7 separate regions of the Mus musculus genome follow, and regions 1, 3, 4, 5, 6 and 7 are each linked to region 2. A link is a contact called in public ChIA-PET, HiChIP or PLAC-seq, Micro-C and promoter capture Hi-C data. All regions are on one chromosome and are shown on one strand. Each heading gives the region's core, a stretch centred on a gene start, on an enhancer-like site or on the middle of the called end of the contact. The rest is flanking DNA. Distances are from core to core; before and after follow the strand shown. Region 1 holds the start of Hps6 (HPS6, biogenesis of lysosomal organelles complex 2 subunit 3). Region 2 holds the start of Trim8 (tripartite motif-containing 8). Region 3 has its middle 26 kb from the start of Ina. Region 4 overlaps Nt5c2 (5'-nucleotidase, cytosolic II). Region 5 holds the start of Nt5c2 (5'-nucleotidase, cytosolic II). Region 6 holds the start of Gbf1 (golgi-specific brefeldin A-resistance factor 1). Region 7 holds the start of Ldb1 (LIM domain binding 1).

Region 1 (3,033 bases), core at 191-2,690, 500 kb after region 2:
ATGCTGTTGTGTCTCAGTTCTTCTGGGGTAAGCTGGGTACCTCGAAGGCTCCGACGCTGGTAGTACCCACAGGCCTCCTCAAACACCAGGTCCTTGTCTGAAGGCAGCTCAAGGCCTTGGGGAGTTTCCCAACACACACAAAAGAGACCCAAGGCTGAAAGCAATCGTAGGGCTCCTCGGGTCTCCAGCTCTTCCTCGTTCTTCATGCCCGGGGCTGGAGGCTCCAGCAAATGTACTCTGTCTGTACTGAGAACCTTTTTTTCCAACAGCCGCCCACTGCTCATGTCCAGTAGTTCCAAGGTGGAGCCCAGGACACAGGCTAAAGTGCCGTGAAATGTCCCCAGGGCTGCAGACCCTTTTAGGCTTACAGGGGCCTCCTGCAGGATTCCCACGGTTCGAGTACCACCATGGCACTGCACTAGGCTCACCTTCCCTTTCAAGTCAAGCAACAACAAGCCCTGCGAAGATGGGGCCCAAGTGTGTACAGCCAGTGGCTCCCTGGGGGACAGGAATCCAGGAAGGCCTCGCAGCAGGGTCCGGAAGTCCCAAGTGTCCCCTTGTTTGGGATTCAGGCTTTTACTGTGTGAAAGACCAAGAGATGGAGCAGCAACTATTACCTTCCCCTTGCTTGGGCTCCAGATGAGCAGAAGGTGGGCCACACCAGACCAAGTGTTGGTAGTAGGCACCAGGAAGAGGTCCTTGCGGGAGGCTATCAGTCCAAAAAGGGGGCAATGGTGTAGCAGGATGTGGGTGCAGCCTAGTTTGGTGCCAGCCTCCCCGCTGGTTTCCAGGGTCTTGAAGCACACACGGTGGCTGAAGGCCGTTGAAAGCTGCTCTGGTTGGTCCTTAACACCCGGCTGACGCTCCTCGCACCAAACTAGGCGGCCTCGGGTTGCGGCCACGGCCATCACGCGGGCTCCACCATCCGGACACAGCTCAGTGCTCTGAAGTAGCTTCCATCCAGGCTCCATCCCCACGCCCCAAACCTCTGCTAGGCCACTCTCCCATACCAAGATCAGCGCGGGTCGCGCCAGCCACGGCACGAAAAAGACGTCCAGCGGCGAGGGGTCGCCCTCCGGCCAGGCACGCTCCAGCGGCAGGCCGGGCCCACGCACAGCCACTAGAAGCTGTGGGGCGGGCGATCCGGGGGGTCTTAATAGCAGCAAGTGGCGGCCGTCAGGGCTGCAGCGGACTAGGACAGCTGGGTCCCCCGCCAACAACTCGCGGAGCCGGGCCGCGCCGGTGAAGTTGCTCAGATCCGAAAGCAGGCGCAGAGTTCCTGCACGCTTCATGACGCCTCTGCCGCAGGAGCTAGCCAAGGCCTGATCGCCCAGTGGGGCGAGGCCGGACTGCTAGTCCTGGTACCCGGGGGAGTGCAGGGCTGACACTTCCGTCCCTGGTGAATGAGGTGAGCCAAGCCCTGGACTGAACGTCGACTCCGCCCGGCCCCGCCCCGCCAGGCGAGGTCCGGGATTGCCCCAGGGCACGCCCCGCTAGCGCTGCGCGCCGGGGGCGGAGCTGCGGGAAGATGTCCGAGGGAGGAGCATCCGCAGCACCCAAGGGTCCCCGCTCTGGATTCAAGTTTCCTAGGCACCGTGAGAATGTCTCAAAACGTCTCCCTTCTTTCTGAACCTCGCTCTTTCACCTTATTTGTGGTTGAGTACTGACACCGTATCAGCCCTGACCAAATAGCAAATCTCAACCGCCTGGAAATTTAGTGGAAAAACTGTAAGGTTAACAACCCTCCGCTCACCAGGCTGGCCACAAATTCACAGAGATTCTCCTGTCTCTGCCTCCCAAGTGCCGTGATTAAAGTTCATCACTACCATCCCTGGTCTTTATACATATGTTTTAAATTTGAAGTCAGCATACAAAGTAATGAATTTCATGATCGCATCCCCTTCCTCCATATTCTTAGTCCTGTGTGCACCTGTGAAGGCTGGAGGTCAGCCTCAGTGTCTTTCCTCAGAAGCCAACCTTCTACACTGTTTTGAGAGAACTTCTTTCACTAGGACCTCTCACCCACTAGGTTGTGCTAGCCAGCCAATGAGCTCGGGAGATCCTCCTGCTTCAGTCTCCCACGCTGGGATTATAGACTCGAACCACAATACCAAGCATTGAGGATAGAATTAGCGTCTTAAGCTTTTGAGGTATGCACTTTATTGACCAAGCTATGGCTGGCATTTTTACACATATATATATTATTCTACTTTGTTCCTGTTCACTGCCTTCCTCATTAAAAATTTAAATTAAATTATATTGAATGTGTGTGTGTTTGTGTGTGTATCTATGTGTGTCTGTGTTTGTGTGCGTGCAATATTATGGGCATACGCCACAACACCCACTCAGAGGCCAGAGGACAACTTTCGGAGCTGGTTCTTGCCTTGTACCACGTGGTTCCTGTGGTGGTTTGACTAAGAATGGTCTCCCACAGACGCATATATCTGAATAGTTAGTCATCAGAGAGTGGCACTCTCTGAGAAGAACTGGGATTAGTTATGTGTGGCCTCCTTGGAGGAAGTGTGTCACTGGCAGTGAGCTTTGCGATTTCAACCCCCCATGCCAGGTCCAGGTTCCCGTCTGCCTGTGGATGGGACTGGAGCTCTTAGCTACTGCTTCACTGCCGTGTGCATCACCGTGCTCTCTGCCAATGATGATAATGGATTGATGCTCTGAAACTGCAAGCAAGCCCCTCATTAAATGGTTTCTTGTATAAGAGTTGTCCTGGGGCTGGCGAGATGGCTCAGTGGGTAAGAGCACCCGACTGCTCTTCCGAAGGTCTGAAGTTCAAATTCCAGCAACCACATGGTGGCTCACAACCATCTGTAACAAGATCTGACTCCCTCTTCTGGAGTGTCTGAAGACAGCTACAGTGTACTTACATATAATAAATAAATAAATCTTAAAAAAAAAAAAAAAGAGTTGCCCTGGTTGTGGTATTTCTTCACAGCAATAGAAGAGTGACTGAGACAGGTGTCAGGAATCAAACTCAGGTGTGGGAACGTGGTTCACGGATGAAGCTGTGAGGAGCTG
Region 2 (2,870 bases), core at 83-2,582:
ACCGAGTGTCCCTGATGCGCGCCGCTGTAGTAGCAGCAGTACTGGCACACAGCCACCTGCTCGGCCTCGCAGTGGTACAGGCGGTAGGCGTTGTGCTGCGGGCAGCTCCAGGCCCGCACGTCGTCCGCCTCCACCAGGAGGTGCCCGCGGGCGGTGGAGGGCTGCTGCAGGTGCGTCTGCACGTGAGACTGGCAGCAGGGAGCCTCGCAGCGCAGGCAGACCTTCTGTGCCGGCAGCGGGGGGCCGCGGCGACAGAACACGCAGTGCAGTGCCGTCGGCGGCTTCTCCACGTGCAGGGCGTTGAACTTCTCCACGATGTTGGTGAGCTTCAGGTTCTTCTCCAGGCCCGGCTTCTGATTGTAGGCCTGGTTGCACTCCGGGCAGCGCACAAGGCCACTGTCCTTGGCCCAAGCCTCGCCGATGCAGCCCCGGCAGAAGTTATGTTTGCATGGCAGCTGCACCGGTTCCACGAAAACGTGCAGGCAGATGGGGCAGATGAGCTCCTCCTCAAAGCAGTTCTTCCAATTCTCCGCCATGGCGGCTGCGGGCAGGGGGCCCGGGTAGACCTCTCTAAGTCCCCAACCCTGGGGATCCGTCTGGTACAGCTGGGGACCCACCGAGCCCGGAGCTCCGGTCCCCGCCGGCCGCGCCAGTCGCTCAGTCACCAGCGCCTTCCGCGTGCCCGCCCCCCAGAGGAGGGAGCCTGGGTCCTCGCGCCGCGCGCGCCGCCGGCTGCGTCTCCTCCTCCTGGCGAGTGGCTAGCGGGAGGCGGCGGGCTGCGCCAGGGCCGCGGCCCGGGCACCAGCCCTGGAGGAGAGCGCTGTGGTCCAAATTCCATATAACAGGCCGCCTCCGGGGCAGCGCGGCTAGGGCAGCGGCGGCCCACGGCCTGCGCTCGGCCCCGCGGCTGACATCGGGGCGCGCCCCGCGGCGCACCGAGCGGGGGAGCCGCACTCTTCCTTTGGCGGCGACAGTGGCTACCTTCTGGCTGGTGCGAGCCGCGCCTTCCTCGCCTGGATCCCGGCCGAGGTCCGAGGGGGCACGGGAAGCTAGTTCGGCCGCGCCGAGGCTGGCTAGAGCCGGAGCCGGCGAGCAAGGCGCGCCAGCGGTCCCCGGGCCGTGGCGCAGGCGTCCCCCAGCTGGCCGGCCGGCTGCGGGTGGCAGGGCGCGGGCGGGCCGACTCCGGGGCGCTGCGTGCGCGCTGGGGCAGTCATTCAGATGAAATTCCAGTCCCCGGCCAGAGACACCAGCCCGCCTCTGCCTTCCTCCTCCCTTCACAAATAGAAACGGAAGGGGGAGGGAGAGAAGTGGAAAAAAAAAAAAAAAAAAAAAGGCAACCAGAGAGGGAGGGAGGGAGGGAGGGAGGGAGGGAGGGAGGGAGAAGCCCGGGAGGTGCTCCGGCCTGACCCCCTCGTCGCTACTTCTGCGCTCCCTGGAGGCCCCGCGCAGGGCGCCCCCGCCGCGGAGAGACCCCACTCCCTGTCCCCGCACTGGGCGGGCGCCTCGCCTGCGCTGAGGAAAACAAGGATTGATCAAACTAGAAAGGAATTTTTCTCAACTGCTAATGAACAGGAGGCTCGGCTCCCGGCCCTCCCCTCCCCCCGCCCGGCCCTCCCCCTTCGCCCCCCCACCCCACCCCTCCCCCCCACTTTCTTTTCTTCTCGGCCTCTGCTCCGGCCTGGAAGGCTCCGGGCTGCGGTCGGAGCCAGCCTGCGGCGGCGGCGGCGGGGCCAGGCCGAGCCAGCCGGGCCGGGTGCGTCCTCAGCGCCCAGCCATCTTGAGCTCCCAGCGGCCGCGGTGGGGACTGGGGGTCCGGGCGCGCGCTTGAGGGTCCTGTAGCTCGCTTTTCCACCCTCCCTTTGGTGGGATTTTTTTTTTCCTCCAAGGGGAGGGCTGGTGGTCTCCAACAAATTAGGAGAGAGAGAAGGAGAAAAATGCCAAGTCTTGATTTCTCTCTACCTCTGCTCCACCCATCCCGATCCTTTCCAAAAAAAAAAAAAAAATCTTTTAAAAAGATTAAAATTGGAAGAAGTCGGCAGAACGACGAGCGCCTGCTGCCCCCAGCGCTGCCCGGGAGACGCGTCCGGGGCGGGCCCGCGCCCGTCGCTCTGTCCGTGGGTCCGTTTGTCCTCCCGCAGCTTCTCAAGTGAGGGGAGGGCGGGCACTCCGGGCAGGGTCTCCGCTGCGGCTGTCGCTTCAGAGCTTTATCCTTAGATCAAAAAAAAAAAAAAAAAAAAAGAAAAAAAAAAGAAAGAAAAAAGAAAAAAAAAGGGGGGAGAGGAAGAAACCACCCCCCAGCCCGAACACTCATCACAGCCACCTTCAGCCATCTTGCGTGTATTATTTCAAGAATAATCTGTTTAATAGAAATAGCTGCGTCTCTGGCCCCCTTCTCCGCATCCTGGGGTCCCGCCCCCTTTTAATAATAATCTCGATAATAAAAATGATCAGCGGGCCGGGCAGTTAGAAGCTGCTTTTTTTCTGTCTCAGGTCTCTCCGCTTTCTTCCCTCTAAGAAGGGACACTAGGGGCTCACGCTGGGGTTGGGGGTGCGGCCCGCCGGTCCCCGCCACCAGCGCAGCGAGGAAGGGCCTCTCTCGCCTCTGCCTGGAGCAGCACGGGTGGGGGAGAGCCTCGGCCCGCGGGACCCACTGACGGGGCACACTGGGCACACTGTCTCCGGCCCCGGTTCGCAGCTGCCCCGCATACAATGGGTTCGAAGCAGAGTGAAGAGGGCAAGATGGGGGCGGGAGAAGGCAGGAGGATTGCGGCGCTCGGGGCTCCCGGATAAGGGCGATAGAAGAGGAGGGGGGAAGGGGTGTCCCTACATCAAGGCTGGTCCCGCTACTCGGAAAGGGGGCGGGGAGACGG
Region 3 (2,716 bases), core at 81-2,580, 490 kb before region 2:
GCTGTAGAAATGCTAGGATGATGCACTGTAGGGCATATGGGAGCTTGTTACCAGGCAGGCATGAGAAGTGGTCAGGCTGAGTGAGCGCAAGTCCCAGGGATCTCGGGATTGAGACCGGCAGGAGCGGAGCCGTTCCCTGCCGCCTCTACCTGCCCTGGAACAGAAACCACAACACCCCACTGAGGACCGTGGTGATCAGTCATGTGGCATAAAAAACCTCAAGTACTCCACACTAATGAGGTACCTAGATAAGCCCCTGAGGGTTCAGCCAATTAGCTTCCCTTCCTGTGCACTCCTTCCCGCAAAAGGTATTTGATCCCCGGTTCACCCTGAGTGAAGTGTATGCAATTAATATCCACCATCAAATAAACCAATATGACCAAGCAAGCTGCGGGGAAGGCCTTCATCTTAAAGAGCCTCGCCTAAACTCCCGAAGAAGTCCTTCTCTCTCTTCTTCCAGAGCTCACTTGTAATCAGACTGGTCCCGCCCTTCCTGGACTCTGTCTTCCCCTTCCTGTCCAGTGCATGGATGCCCCAAGGGGAAGCATGGACCATGGACCCTGTGCCCCGACTCCCAGCTGTATGCCAGTGGCGCCCAGGTACATAGGAGACTGGGAACCACGGCATAGGTCCCAGACCCCGCAGCAGACCACCATTCTGGGGACTTCGTTCTGCCTCCCCCGAGCTGCATGCCAGCTGTGCCCAGGCATCCCAGCGGCAAGGCAGGACGCAGTTCAGCAATGCACACTACTGCAATGGCTTCTGGGTATCTACCCACAAGGCCATCTCCCCATCCTGAAAGATGTTTTTAAAAAAAAAATACTTACGAATTTATTTCTTTAGTTTTCATTTCTTTAACATCTCTTTAATTCAATAGCCAAGGAGTGAGGCAGGCATTATTATTCTCATTGAACAAATAATTTATCACTGGGTCTCTAATTATCCCACCCTACCACCCAGTGACGAATACAATCTGCTTAGCTGGCTACTGGTTAATGTAACATAATGTAACACAATATAACACAATGTAACAACTGGTGAAGTGTAACACATGGAAGGAATGTGGGCCTTGGCTTTGGCTGACTTGGAGATCATATGGGTCAGCTACTTGAGTCCAGGAGGCCCCAGCAGTGACTATACATCACTTTAGCCACCTGTAAAGGCCCCTCCCGCCAATGAATGGCTGGTTGCCATCCAGGGCTATGCAGAGAAATGCTCGCCTCTCCCCTCTTTCTGCAGGAGCAGCCAAGCAGATCATGAACCTGAGAGCCCAGCGGTTGGTTCCAGCCTCTGGGTCAGGGGGCAAGGAGGCTGAAGGGAGGGGAGTGCCTGGGCACCCTGCCACAGCTGCACCTTTAGTTAATATTTATTCTTTCTTTCTTTTGCCCAGAGACTAGGGGAGCCCAATCACAGATAGTGAAGAAAACTCCAGGGCTAGGAGAAGCTGGTTCCTGTCAGGGGTGACTCAGGCAGACCTTTACAGCAGGCAGTGCCCCCACCTGGCTCTGTGCAGGTCTTTTGTGTGGTTGTTAGAGACCACACTACTTATCTGCTCAGCAGAGCAGTCTCCTAGGAGTGCAGGAGGGTGCGGCTGGGTAATGGGTACAGAACAGTTTTATCTTTCTGCACAATGACTTTCCCTGGGGGGGAGGGGGAGACCCCTGGGTCTCTTCAGGGCGTGGCACCCCTTTTCATTAAAACTGCCTTGTCTTTCTAAAACGCATTTTGTTAGTGTTTTCTTTCCCAGAGGGGACTTGTAAATTGAGCTCCTTATTCCTCAGCGCGATATAGAGCTGACCAGAATTTCTGCCAACTCATTGTTCTTCCTCTCTGTGAGCACGGCTTCTCAGCGCCGTGAACCACCATCTTCAGAGTCATTAACGACATGATTTCTGGACCCCAGAGCAGCTGAATTTAGAATGTAGCTCCTTAGCCCCAGAGCACAGCCACTGTTGGCCCCGCGAATCTGTGTTTGGATAGTTGTACTGACTCTCGTGGAGGCTGTAGCGTAAGGACCGTTTGTTCAAGCAAGACCACAGCATTTCCTGACCTGAGCGGTTGAGTTGTAGCCACTTTCCCTACTTGGGCCTTTTCTTCAACCCTCCGAAGACAGAACTTACCAGACACTTATTTTCTGATTCCTGAGGATCATTTATTTCAGATTCTTGGTTATTATATATTTTTAAAAGCAGGATGTCATTTTACAATCTGTCCTGATCTGTAATTGCCTGCATATCCCACCCATGACCTCAAACTCACACCAATCCCCCTGCTTCAGCTCCTTGCATGTAGAGACTATGTTGAACTACCAGACTTGAATCACTTCACCATTCCCGACCTGTGACGACATGACTGCCACTTCAGTCAGGCACACCCCGGATCTTGTCATGACACTGGGGCTCAGCAATGCCAGCCTTCTGGTTTCTGGCCAGAACGTCCTGTCTTTAGCCTGCTTACTTCCCCAATACCCAAGCCTGCTCCCAACTGCCTGCCTGCCTGCCTGCCTGCCTGCCTGCATCTCTCTTTGAAAATAAATGGCCTTGGGCTTCGGAGATGGCTCGGTTGGTAAAATGCTTGCACAGGATCTGAGTTCAATCCCCAGAACCTATGTAAAGATTTTTGGGTGTGATGGTGTGCCCTTGTAATCCCATCGTTGGAGTGGCAGAGACAGGAGGATCCCTGGGGCTGTCTAGTCAGGAAAAGGCTCAGTCTCCAA
Region 4 (3,074 bases), core at 2-2,501, 400 kb before region 2:
TGATAAAACTTTAACTCAATTATTATAACCTTTCGATAACACCATTCTGGTTCTTCTCCCTCCTCCCTCTCTGTCTCCACAACTCTTAGCTCCTCCTCCCTTTTCCTGTCCAATCACAAGCCTGCCACTGCCCTAATATCCTGCAACATTTCACCCTTTCTGTTTAATTATAAAAAAAAAAAGACTCTCAAAATATAAATTGAACACAGCTATTATCATTTTGTAAATTATATGGTATAAGATAGACCTAATACTAAGTCCACATCAACCTGCTATACATAAAGTTTCAGTGTACCTTCTTTGGAAATACTTTTGGTAGTATTTCAAAAATAAGTCATTTGTGGGTAAACGTAGATTCATTTACGCTTAGTGCAAAAGGAAAAGATATTAGGGAGAGAATGAACATGGTGGGACATTTCAGTTTTTAAGGTGCAGTGGCAATGAGCTAAAAAGGAGGTCAACGTCCATCTACCTTTGTCACACCTTGTTAGCCTGGGGCTGCAGGTCACAAAACATGCCAGTGTTCCTTCCAATTCCAAGTAGACTGTTTTCTTCTGATATGTATGATGCATTGTCTTCCCCTGACCGGGAATGCGATGACTAACCTAGTTATCAGTCAGTCTGAGTTGTGATTGCCACAGCAGCTGCACCCGTGATTGTCTAAGCCAGCCTTCACTCACTGGCTGGAGGGAGGGCATGCTAGTGTTGCCCCCTTCTGCCAGAAAGCCAGAGAGATGGCTTTCTACTTAGTCTTGAATTGATTAGAAACTTTGTTTCATAAGGGTGATGAAAGGGGTTACTAACCAAGAAACTACTATGATTTTATGGTCGTGACTAGAGTCCATACCATTTGAAGTTAAGTAACTTAAGTAGGAATTTACCCAGCTTACACTGTGTATAAGCTTTATATTTGTTTTCTTTGTCTTTGTGGGGATGTATGTGCAGGTGTGTTCTCAGTCACTCTCCAGCTTATTTGAGATACTGTCCTTGCTTTTGCTTGAATGGTGAGCAGAGTTCCACTCGACCCTTCTTTCTTCCTTCCCCATGGCTAGGGTTACAGGCACACACTGCAGTGCTTGGCACTTACATGGGCATTGGGATTCTAAACAAAAGTTCCTCCTCGTGTCTGCATGGCAAGCACTTTACTGATAGGGGCTGGCCTTGCAAATTAAGTAGGTCAGGTCAGAAGTTGGCCCGCTTTCAGTAAAGAGGAACAGAGAAAAGCACAGCTCAGACGGTAAGGAAGGCTTGCTCTTTGTTCCACACTTCATCCAGGAGAGGAAGTGTCCACTTAGGTGTTGCAGCAGAGCCAGCACACCAGCACCGACAGGAATCCTTTCTGGGTTGTCCTTGCCTCTCTTTGCAGTCACTTCCTTCTGCTTTTAGACTTATTTTATCTTAAAATTTTATTTATTTGTTTTGAGACAAGGCTTCCCTGTGTCACCCTGGCTGGCCTGGCTGCCAGCGCTGGGATTCCAGGGTGAGCACCTGTTCATGCATTAGTCTCCTTAAACATTTGAAGCTCAGTAGTTCCCCTTCAGTCTTAAGAGTTCCCCACGGCCTTCTTGTAGAGGTTGGGTTGTGTGTTCTTAAGTTACCTCCCTAGCACAGGGAGAGCCCTGGGTGCTGTCTATGAAGAGAGCTGTTGAAGGGCTCACCCTGAGCCTGTTCACAGCTGCTCACATTTAATATATGAACTCTTGTCTTTCACATAGCCATCAACATATTTTAATAAAGCATTGAATAGTGATGATTTCCTACAGTTGTTAACTTTTTGTATATCAATTAATTTTTTTTTACATTTTCTTACAGACCAGAAACTAGAGAGCAGTATCCAAATAAATTTATCCAACGAGATGACACTGAACGGTTTTACATTCTGAACACACTATTCAATCTCCCAGGTAGACACCTCTGCTTACTCTGCACACTGCCCCTTTGTTCCAGGGCCATGTCTTCCAGGAAGCTGAGTAAATCAGCTTGATTATGGTACTTACAGCTTATTCATACCTTTTCTTCATTTTCAGAGACCTACCTGTTGGCCTGCCTCGTAGATTTTTTTACTAATTGTCCCAGATACACCAGGTATGTTTATATTACAATTTTCTTCATCCAGTTGATTTTTAAATTAATGTACAGGGTTTTAGAGAACTGGCCATTGTAGGTCTTTTCTGCTTTTCTAAAGTGAATTTAGTGCTAGTGAGAGATGCCACATTGCCAGCCTGAGAGATGGACAGCGCCAGCAGCTCCATGCAGGCTCTCACCTCCCACACGGCCCCTCTCCTTGCCAGTGTGCTGCAGCCATGTTTGGAAGGGACCACTTGTGACTGGGATTGAAGACGGCCAGCAGAGGTGCTAATTGTGACAACTGAGTGGGAGGTTTGTGTGATGCTTATCTGTCCAAGCAGAGTTGCACTGAAACCCCCGACTCATTTCACAGCAGCTGCCCAGGAGCCATCCCGGGATGCTCATGTAGCTTCATTCCCAGGCCCAGCAAGAGCTCACCAAGGAATAAAATAGTGTTTATTTTCTGTAAAGCAAAAATTTGCCTAAGTCTTCACAGGTTAGCCTTTCCTTCTGGGGAGCTGTGTGGCCATTGCTTGATGTGTAACAGCCTCTGTGTTAGAGTCTGCTAACTTCATATCTGAGGCCTTACCCACTTGAGGGCAGTTTGGTGGAAAGTGGAATCCAGATAGAACTGAACGGTGCCTTTGTACCTAGGGACAATGCAGGAAGGTCAGGGAGGGAGAGCCTAGCTTCTAAATGTCTGCGCAGTGAGGCCTGCTTCTAAAGTGAGGAACTTGGTATTATGGGACCTTGGCCTTTTAATTCCATCCTGTAAATTATCCTGTCTCATTGTGTTTGCACACAGTTATTATATTCCATATATCAATATTCTGGCCATTTTAATGCTCAAATGCATTTTGATTAGGGAGCGATTCCCTAGCTAACCACAGCCTGTACCACGTGATGGGAACCTTTGGGTCCCTTGGTCATTTCATTCACCGTTTGTCATGTTCTTTTCATCTTTCTGTAGTTGTGACACAGGATTTAAAGATGGGGACCTCTTCATG
Region 5 (3,027 bases), core at 306-2,805, 460 kb before region 2:
CTGCCTCCTGAGAGGAATTCAAGGTAAGCTTTAACCACTCCAGGCCTACCTACAAAACCAGGCTTTCTAGAAACATACTTGGCTTAAAGGTGGTATTAAGCTAACTGCAAACTGGCTTACATGCCATTTTTCCCATGTTGAAAAGCCTAATAGGTGAAAAGCCTAATAGGGGCTTATCCTCAGCTGACCTAGGCAGGGTGAAAGGCACAGGAGGGTAAGTAGAAGCTGTTAGCAGAGCCCTCCTGTTTTCAAAAACACCCTGTGGTTCAGGTTGACTGCAAGTGTAATGAGTCAGTAGTATGTCTGCCAAGAACTTTCTTCTCTTTTTCATTTTCTTCTCCTTCCTCCTCTTTCTTCCTTGTTCCCCCCCCCCCCCTCACCATTGCTTCCTCTCCCTTTTTTCTTTCTTTCATTATGTTGCTCAGGTTAACTTCAAATTCTGGGCTCACGTAATCCTCTTGCCTTAGTCCTAGCATCTCCAGAAGCTAGGACTCCCGGCAAGCTACCATACTTAGTGTTCACTGAGAACTTTACTGCACAAATGCAAGGCGCTGTTACAAAGTGGAAGCCATAGTCCTCCTTGATTATGATGGTACTACAAAACTTGGCTTAGTCTTGGATGATACCATCTAAAGGAAATCAAAATCAAATCAGCCAAATGCCTGAGAGAAAGACAAAGATCCTCAGAATTAGGACAGAGGAAAAACAATGGGAGGGATCAAATATCCCCAACTCGGGAAGATCTTGGGCAAAGTCCAAGGTCGAAGAACCAGTAGATCAGTTGCTTTTCCGAGGCTCCCAGGACTAGAATTTGGTCTTTGCGATGAATTCCAGAGCTGCCCAGACTAAGGAATGCAGTGTTCTGGACATAGTGGGTGGGCTGTCTTGTAGTGAAGTACGGTAACGGGTGTCAGTGTATTCAACTACTATTTATTGTTTGCTAGGATCCAGAACTAAGCCTGGAGTCTGTATTGTTTCATTCTATCAATAATATCTCGGATAAATCAACTGTGTGTAGTCAGGTTCCTTGGTTGGTTCCCTGGGTAAGTAGTGAAACTAGGATTTGAACTCATTCTGATAAACCCCAAAGCTGGTCCCTATGATTATCATGGAGTTGAGTTCAAGGTCTTCCAGGGAGACCCTCTGGTTCGTTTGTCTAGGAGTAAGCTGCTAGGAGTAAGGGACACACTCTTCCCACCTTAGGGAAAGCCTCTCGCAGAGTAGGCGTGGTCACCTAAGGTAGGGGCGGGGCAGCCAGGAGTGTGCTGAGGGGAGCAGGCAAAAAGCCAAGAGGTGGTTATTCCTAGGAAATGGATAGGTTGTTAACGTGCATCACCCTCGGAGTTTAGCAGCTCTGGGAGTTCTGTGGTGGGAAGTTCCCCGAGCCCTGTGAGGGGCCCTGAGACAGGACCGCCCGCCAGGGAGCATCGCCGCGGCCGGCTTCTGCGGCGGAGCCCGGGTAAGGAACAGAGCGCCGGTCCCTGGCCGGGCGCGAGCTGGGGGCGGTGCCGGGGCGGCGGGGGCGGGGAGGGCGCGCGCCGAGGCGGCTGCGGCAGTTGCGCGCTAGGATTGCTGCCGTGCGGTGCGGCCGGTGAGTGCGGCGGCACCCGCGGCGGGCGGGAGGGGGCTTGGAGCGGGCGGGCGGCGAGCGAGCAGGCTGGGGAGGATGCGCGGCCCAGCGCGCGACCCAGCGGCCCCCGCCGTCCGCCCGGCGTCCCTTTCCTCAGGGCTCCCTACCCCGGCCCAGATCTGCCCGCGCGCCCGCGGCCTCAGCGCCCCGGCGTGGCGCACGCCCCCGGCCCGGGCGCCCCCGGCCCGCCGCAGCCCCTTCCCCGCGCGGCGGCGACGCCCCCGGCCCACGTCATGCTCGCGCCATTGTTTCCCAGCGTCCGCTAGCTGGGACCCCGCCTTTCTCGCGGAGTGGGCGGGCAGGCGCCGCTCTCGGTTCCCCTGGTCTCTCTGGGCTGGCAGCCTGGCCTCAGTTCTCGTGAGGCGGGTGCGGGGCTCCCCTCATGGGCTGCGAGCCTGGCAGGGTTTGGATCTGCCCGCGGAATGGCCCACGAGCCAGTTTTGTGGTGCGCAGTACTTCCTGGAAAGCTCACATCAATTGCAAGTCTCGCCTAAAGACGTTTGGAGGCGGTTTGTCCCTCGCCTTTTTTTTTCTGGGGCCCCCGAAGCCCTGCAGGGCGAGATGCAGAAGTGGGGCCTGTTACAAGAACAGCGTTTTGAGCGGTTGGCTTTGCCTGGCCGCAGCCTTTAAAAGCATTAGATGAAGGTTTGTGTCGGATTTGTTTCACAGCCTCGGTAGTCGAGGGCTGTGCTCTAATAGAGCACTCTGAAATGACTAGTCACTCAACACGGTTGCGTGTTCCCCACCACTTCTCTGCGCCCCCCCCCCCCCCGCACATTGTTTCATAATGACCGTAGACCTATAATTTTTCTTAAGGGATGCAAATTCCTTTGGCCGTCATGTGTAGGGGGAGGATGTTAAAACGGTGCCATTTATCGTAGACGTAGTGAGTACAGAAAGACTTCAGGTCTTTCACATAGTCACCTTAGCATTTTCCATCAATGGCTAAGAATGTAAGAGAAGACATCAGGGCTTAGAGGTTCAGTTTAACAAACCAGCTGGTTAAAAATTGCAATAAAATCGTTGCGGGTGCTCGTAGTGGCAAGGTGGTTATGCTGGGCTGTTGATACAAGGATTGATGCTTCCCGGCTTGCTTCCGAAGAGCATTTCCATTACAATATGAACCTGTTTGTAGGCCTCGAACAGGCTCTGTACCCTAGTGGCCTCGAACTTGGGATCTTTCTCTTCCAGGTCCCTAACAGATATTAATAGGCTTGTTCCACCATGCCTGAGCTTGAAAAACTGGTTTAAGCTTCACTCTTACCAAAAAAATGAACAAAAAGCCAAATTCAGTACTATTGGTTGTTGCATTATTCTCAGCCAGCATTAATCTGTAAAATAAGATGCCCTTCAAGGTTCTGTCGTATGAAACAGTACAGTCATCAGAAGCGTTTGGT
Region 6 (2,700 bases), core at 4-2,503, 350 kb after region 2:
CAAGTAGGGAATAATTACAGATGTGGACCAACATGCCCAGTTTATGAAGTGCTAGGGACTGAACTCAAGGACTCCATACATGCAAGGCAAACACTCAACCAGCTACGTCTCCCTCCAGCCCTTTTCATGATTTTTCACCTACTAAAAATAAATAGACCACCAGGACCAAGCCTTATCAGTATTCAAACCCCTCTTAACTCTCAATCAAATGTGTCACAAAAGAGTGGCTGCCTTGGGATCAAACCTCATATCCTTAAAAAGAAGGGAGTTACAGTGGGTAAATGCCTACCCATAACACACACCTAAAGAGTTTAAGGCAGAAGGAGGTGGATCTTTGTAAATCCAAGGCCAGCCTGGTCTACATAGTGAATTCCAGAAAAACCAGAGCTACACAGAAAGAACCTGACTCAAAAAGAAAGAAAGGTGTTTACATGCAGACCCCTGGTGACAGCTGAGCTATCCTGTAAAAGCAAGATCTTACAGGCCAGGTTCTCAGGCGGCTGCCTCCAGTCTTCTATGCCTTCTGACTACCTAATCCAAACTGAGCTGGCTCATCTTTCAGGATTAATGGGGCGCTTCAGTTGTGCTAGGACGCAGTCACCCCGAAGTGACAGATGTACAGAATCTGAAAAGATTCACTCTCTAAACCCTGAAACCATCCTTAATTTTGCTTTCAGATGTTGAGGACTTTAGGGTGCAGAAGGGTCTGAAAAAGAAGAGCTGCAGGCCAGATTATGCCTAGGGAAAACAAACAAACAAACAAACAAAAACAAAAACAGATTCTAGCATCCACCGAGTCACAGGTGGAGCTGAAACACCCCTCGGGGACAAGGGTCTGACCTTTGGCCCCTGCACACCTCCCAACTCCCTCTCACATCAGTCCTCTGGGTTTACTTCTTCCCACTAAGCCCATCGCCCAGGCCGCTTCGCCCAACCGAAGGACCCTTCCTCCTTATTCTTGATGGCAACGTCAGGAGGCCCTCACGACGCTGGAACTCTAAGAAGAGACTTCGCTGACCTGTCAGCGGATCCAAAATGGCGGGGCCTAGTCCCAGAACCGGCGGCAGCCGCAGCTCATGTCCAGCCTGGCCCCGGAGGCGTCTCCCGGCCGCTCTCCCGGCGCCGGCGGCGAGTGAGAGAAGGGAAGGATCCTGTCTTCTGGAAGGCAACCCTAACTTCAGGGTGAGACCTCACTGCAGGCTGGAGTAAGTGGGCCGGGACGCTCGGTGGTGCCGGCTACCTTCCCTGTCAGCTCACTGACGTGGTAACTAGCCTCAGTCTAGCCCGCTGCCTGGTAACTGCGAGAGTCCTGCCGCGCTCAGCCAATCAGAGCGTGGCACTCTGAAAAGTGGCATTCCGACTATCCAATCGAAGAAAGAAATTAGCTCTGGGAGGCGTGCAATGCCCAAAGAGACCAGATTACAAGGGAAAGAAGAGTAGGTAGGGGACAGCCAACGGATACGAGGATTCTCTGACTGACAGTTACAGAAGCCAATAAACAATGAAAAATTGTGCTGGGCGGTTGAAGAGGTGGGGTCAGATAGGGTTCGGTTGCAGTGCGCTGTTTAGCAGTGGCTGCTGGGCATCCTGGGCAGGAAGGCTATGATTTGCTGGAAAGGGGGCGGGGTCCGTTTTGAGAGCTTGAGCGGGCGACCCTACTCCCCCAACTTCATCCTACCAAAGTCACCTGGGCTTTACTACTTTAGGGATCGCTCTCTTTCCAGGCAGGTCTGGGGTTGAAACGCGTTCCTAAATCCGGCCCGTGCAATCTTGCCTACGCCCTCCTGTCTTCTGTGCCCCACTTGGGTATATGTGCCTGTCTCATCCTAACTCTGATTTTTGCATTTTCTACTCCATTCCTACCATCCAGAAATAGAGAAAATGGTAGCAGAAATCTTGGATACCTAATTAGAGTATCCTCATTTTCCAGACGTGGAAAGAGTTCTACCGAGGAAAGCTGGATCCATGCATAGCAGAGAAAAACATACACCTACCCCAGCCAATTCGGTGCGGAGAGTAAGGGGCATGGGGGTACTTAATACTTCTTTTTAAAAAGAAAGAATTTGTCTATTTTAAGATAATGCTCTTAGCCACTAAACCATCTCTCCAGCCTCCCTCAATACTTGGTATACCTTACTCCATAGGGCTATATGACTCTCAGTTCAGCCCTTCCTATTAAGCCTTGGACAAATCTTAATGAACGATTGGTGGAGGTGTATGAGGATCAAGTCTGAGGGCCTAATCTCACACCATTAGTCCACATCGTTAACAAAAAGAAGAAGAAGAAGAAGAAGAAGAAGAAGAAGAAGAAGAAGAAGAAGAAGAAGAAGAAGAAGAAGAAGAAGAAGAAGAAGAGGAAGAAGAGGAAGAAGAGGAAGAAGAAGAAGAAGAAGAAGAAGAAGAAGAAGAAGAAGAAGAAGAAGAAGAAGAAGAAGAAGAAGAAGAAGAAGAAGAAGATGATGATGATGATGATGATGATTTCCCATTTTCCTTCGAAATGCGGACAGGTGAGACTGGAAAGGAAGCTTAGCAGTTAAGTGTGCTTGCTGCTCTTCCAGAAGACCTGAGTTCAGTTCCCAGGATGTACATAGCACTATCTACTGTAACTCCAGCTCCAGAGGGATCCAACACTTTGGGCACATACTCACACAGAGACACGCGCGCTCTCGTGTGTGTGTGTGTGTGTGTGTGTGTGTGTGT
Region 7 (2,700 bases), core at 158-2,657, 460 kb after region 2:
CGTAATCCCGAGGAGCTCCCCATATTCTAAACACTGGGGGAGGGGTATTCTCATTCCTAGGCACGCCCTCCTTTCAATCATCAGACTCTACTACCATGGTCTCTTGCTCCTTAGCCAAAAAACAAAAACAAAAAAAAACAAAAAAAACCCCTAAGGTTGGGATATGTGGTCTCATGGCACCTTAACCTCCACCTTTGTAACTCTCCCCTGGACAGTCAAGCCAGCTGTGCAAACTCCTAAATCGGGGTAGGGAAATCAAACACCTTTTTCAAACAATCCCCATTTTAGCAACAAAGGGAAGAGGGAAGCCAGTGTAACCAGTCTAGTTCAGATACCTTAGACAGGGAATACCAGCCCCCAGAATCTACCCAGGGAATACACCACGAAGCTTAAGAGAAGCTAAGGCTTGGGGGACACCCCCCCCCCGAACTCCTTCTAGCAGCTCCCCTCCTCCCTGCTAATAGGTATTTCCTGTTTATGAGGCAGCTAGGGCTGGGCTTTGGAGAAGGGATGGAAGAGTTCTTCCCTTCCATGGGTTGGGTTGAGGAGTCCTTGAGGACTGCCTGAAGGTTGGGAGGGTTCTCCCTTTGGAAGATAGACTGACTGTCCAGGATGCCCCACCCCCAACCCTCCCCGCGGCCTCTGCCCCTATGGGTAGGGGGCACTGAAGGAGTAGGTTTCCTGTTCTCCACCTCCAAAACAGGGAGCTGCTTCCAGGGGGCGGAGGATGGGGGTGGGTGGGTAGAAGGCTCCAGGGCTGGAAGAAGAAAGTGGGGGAAGGGAAGTGTCTTAACTGGTGCGTCAGAGCCTGCAAGAGGAAAGGATGGCTTTGGTAGTGCTCCCCCCCTTCCCAGCCTAATGGTCATACCACAGCCCTTGTGTCCCCTTGCAAAATGCGGACCTCAGGCCCTTAGGCGGGGGAGGGTGGGGTCCCTTCTTAATTAACCCTTTTAGCTCTAGTCCCAACTGGTTTAGCAGGCATGGTCTGGTTAATTTAGAAAGGGGATGAGTCTAGGGGTTGCTCTGAGAATTAGGAGAGTGCTCCTTTTCCCACCCAGCTTCGGGTGGAGCGCGCCACACAGGGTCTCCGCAAAGAGCACAGGCAGGGGTCAGCGCCCCATCCCTCCCGGGGGTGGAGAGAGGGTACACCTCACTACCCACCCAGGCTCCGCCTCCCCCAATCCCCGCTCCCGCTCAGCCACGCTCCCAACCCCGCGCACCCGGAGGACGGACGCCGAGCGTGAGGCTTCGCCTCCTCCCGCTCCCCGGCGCCCGCCCTCGCCGGGGTCTCTGCCTCCGTCTCGTTTTTTAAGAGCTGCGTCACACGCATGCCGTTCCCGGGAGCGCTCCCTGCCCCTCGCCGCGCGGCGCACGCACGTCGCCGCTCGCGCCGCGCTCGCCCGGGTCACTTTGACACGGCTCTCCCCTCCCACTACCAGGACAATTAGCATATTAATAAAGCCCGGCCCAGCCCGACTCTGGCCGGAGAGCCGGCGCTTGCGAGAGGGAGAGGACGCGCGAACGAACGGGAGCGAGCGCGAGGGCGGCGGCGGGGAGGGCGGCGGGAGCGCACAGACACGCACACGCACACGCGCACACACGGACACACACTCCGGGGACGCACACCCGCGCGTACACACGCAGAGGCAGCTCGCCTTCCTGCCTGGCTTCCTTCCTGTCTGCTCCGCGCCTGACAGGCCCCTCGCTGCAGGCAGGGGCGGCCCGCACCGGGCAGAGGCCGGGCCGGGCCGGCGGCGCGGGCATCGGGGGCCGCGGGCGGCGGCAGCGGCTCATGCCCGGCCTGTCCCTGCGAGGGGCGGGCATCGTGACTCGGCTGGGCCCCCAGCGGCGGGCGATGTGAAGATGTCAGTGGGCTGTGCCTGTCCTGGTGAGTGGGTCTCGAGGCCGCCTGGCCCCTCCCTCCCTTTCGGCCCCCTAACCCCTGGTTTGGAGAGGATTTGTATGTGGGGGGCATCGAAGGCATGGTGGGGGTCGGGGGCTGTATAGAGTTAGAGGGGCCTCGATCGGGGCCGGGTTTTCTCATCTGTATAAATACGCAGCAGCCCAGCGGCACGGGAAGGGGGTGCTAAGGATGGCTTGTAATTTTTTTTTGAGGGGGGGGAGGCTAACTGGGGAGGGATGGGGGGGGACTGAAATTCCCAGAATTCCAGGGTGTTAGCCAATCAGAAGTGACTTTGGACTTTTGACCCCCCCCTCAGGTCATCGTAGAGTTCTGATTGGCTGATTTGGGTTTCCCCCCCTTCCCTGCTGTTTATTGCCTCTTACATATTTTGTGACATTCCCCCCCTCGGGCTGTTTCTTAGGATGCTGTTTGGGGGAGGAGTTGATTGGAGCCCATCTTACCCCCCTTTAACTTTTCCTGTCTGTTGCCAGGGTAGGTTGGCCCTCCTGAGGGACAAAAAGCACTCCTAGGGGGTGTCAGATAATTGGGCCCTTGGGTCTGCTATCTCAGTCTTCGTGGGAGGGGGAGTGTAGCAGTTCCAGGTAGGCCGTGAAGTTAAGAGTGGTTTGCAGATTCGAGTTGGGGGAGCAATGCTTGACACCCCCCCCCCAGTGAAAACTTGAGGACTCAAATTCAAATCACAACCCTCTCTAACAGGTATCAGAGCTTGCCAGGGAACACCTGTGTCTGAGAGTGCCTTGAGATTTTTCTTGTACGGTCGGGGTATAAGGCCACAA

The links. Promoter capture Hi-C pulls out the DNA fragments that hold promoters and counts their contacts. A called contact is a pair of places that touch in the nucleus more often than the background predicts. ChIA-PET counts read pairs in DNA pulled down with a chosen protein or histone mark. HiChIP or PLAC-seq counts read pairs in DNA pulled down with a chosen protein or histone mark.
Region 1: a contact with region 2 is called in an RNA polymerase II ChIA-PET map of memory CD8 T cells, with 377 read pairs. The contact joins the promoter of Hps6 here to the promoter of Trim8 in region 2. A contact is called at or near these places in 4 of 115 datasets of contacts at active chromatin or transcription factors (bone marrow-derived macrophages, double positive thymocytes, extraembryonic endoderm stem cells and 1 more) and 1 of 9 other capture datasets (adipose tissue).
Region 3: a contact with region 2 is called in an H3K4me3 HiChIP or PLAC-seq map of bone marrow-derived macrophages, with 2.0 times the contacts expected there. The contact joins the enhancer-like site here to the promoter of Trim8 in region 2. A contact is called at or near these places in 2 of 39 promoter capture datasets (neutrophils and pre-B cells), 1 of 484 Hi-C or Micro-C datasets (muscle stem cells) and 7 of 115 datasets of contacts at active chromatin or transcription factors (bone marrow-derived macrophages, embryonic stem cells, extraembryonic endoderm stem cells and 3 more).
Region 4: an H3K4me3 HiChIP or PLAC-seq map of bone marrow-derived macrophages shows a contact between it and region 2, with 4 times the contacts expected there. The contact joins the enhancer-like site here to the promoter of Trim8 in region 2. A contact is called at or near these places in 2 of 115 datasets of contacts at active chromatin or transcription factors (bone marrow-derived macrophages and extraembryonic endoderm stem cells) and 1 of 9 other capture datasets (pancreatic islet).
Region 5: a contact with region 2 is called in a promoter capture Hi-C map of pre-B cells, with 4 times the contacts expected there. The contact joins the promoter of Nt5c2 here to the promoter of Trim8 in region 2. A contact is called at or near these places in 4 of 39 promoter capture datasets (cranial neural crest, liver, neutrophils and 1 more), 3 of 484 Hi-C or Micro-C datasets (embryonic stem cells and muscle stem cells), 5 of 115 datasets of contacts at active chromatin or transcription factors (bone marrow-derived macrophages, embryonic stem cells, extraembryonic endoderm stem cells and 1 more) and 1 of 9 other capture datasets (liver).
Region 6: a contact with region 2 is called in an RNA polymerase II ChIA-PET map of memory CD8 T cells, with 83 read pairs. The contact joins the promoter of Gbf1 here to the promoter of Trim8 in region 2. A contact is called at or near these places in 4 of 484 Hi-C or Micro-C datasets (CD8 T cells, cerebral cortex, embryonic stem cells and 1 more) and 10 of 115 datasets of contacts at active chromatin or transcription factors (the SCID.adh cell line, bone marrow-derived dendritic cells, embryonic stem cells and 5 more).
Region 7: a contact with region 2 is called in a Micro-C map of embryonic stem cells, with 2.9 times the contacts expected there. The contact joins the promoter of Ldb1 here to the promoter of Trim8 in region 2. A contact is called at or near these places in 3 of 39 promoter capture datasets (embryonic stem cells, erythroid cells and pre-B cells), 11 of 484 Hi-C or Micro-C datasets (B cells, CD4 T cells, the G1E-ER4 cell line and 4 more), 16 of 115 datasets of contacts at active chromatin or transcription factors (the 230-238 cell line, the SCID.adh cell line, bone marrow-derived dendritic cells and 8 more) and 2 of 9 other capture datasets (adipose tissue and embryonic stem cells).

The regions. Positions count from the first base shown.
Region 1 is chr19:46,001,885-46,004,917 of GRCm38.p6, reverse strand. Hps6 (HPS6, biogenesis of lysosomal organelles complex 2 subunit 3) reads right to left here and starts at 1,440. Exons shown (of 1, transcript NM_176785.3): 1 at 1-1,440. The coding sequence starts at 1,292. The region is part of intron 1 of 4930505N22Rik (RIKEN cDNA 4930505N22 gene); the gene reads right to left.
Region 2 is chr19:46,500,110-46,502,979 of GRCm38.p6, reverse strand. It overlaps Trim8 (tripartite motif-containing 8), which reads right to left and starts at 1,332. Exons shown (of 6, transcript NM_053100.2): 1 at 1-1,332. The coding sequence starts at 536.
Region 3 is chr19:46,987,530-46,990,245 of GRCm38.p6, reverse strand. It overlaps a transcript of Nt5c2 not described here. Among named protein-coding and RNA genes, the nearest start is that of Ina, 26 kb to the left of the region's middle. Within about 2 kb of position 1,330, at least 127 of the 459 cell types and tissues checked have an H3K27ac peak or open chromatin away from gene starts, as enhancers often do. A contact at or near this core is called in bone marrow-derived macrophages, embryonic stem cells, extraembryonic endoderm stem cells and 4 more, where this site is marked.
Region 4 is chr19:46,897,633-46,900,706 of GRCm38.p6, reverse strand. It overlaps Nt5c2 (5'-nucleotidase, cytosolic II), which reads left to right. Exons shown (of 18, transcript NM_029810.5): 6 at 1,813-1,904; 7 at 2,028-2,085; 8 at 3,038-3,074. Among named protein-coding and RNA genes, the nearest start is that of Nt5c2, 63 kb to the left of the region's middle. Within about 2 kb of position 1,251, at least 108 of the 459 cell types and tissues checked have an H3K27ac peak or open chromatin away from gene starts, as enhancers often do. A contact at or near this core is called in bone marrow-derived macrophages, extraembryonic endoderm stem cells and pancreatic islet, where this site is marked.
Region 5 is chr19:46,960,836-46,963,862 of GRCm38.p6, reverse strand. It overlaps Nt5c2 (5'-nucleotidase, cytosolic II), which reads left to right and starts at 1,555. Exons shown (of 18, transcript NM_029810.5): 1 at 1,555-1,591.
Region 6 is chr19:46,151,111-46,153,810 of GRCm38.p6, reverse strand. It overlaps Gbf1 (golgi-specific brefeldin A-resistance factor 1), which reads right to left and starts at 1,253. Exons shown (of 40, transcript NM_178930.3): 1 at 1,019-1,253.
Region 7 is chr19:46,044,018-46,046,717 of GRCm38.p6, reverse strand. Ldb1 (LIM domain binding 1) reads left to right here and starts at 1,407. Exons shown (of 11, transcript NM_001113408.2): 1 at 1,407-1,888. The coding sequence starts at 1,864.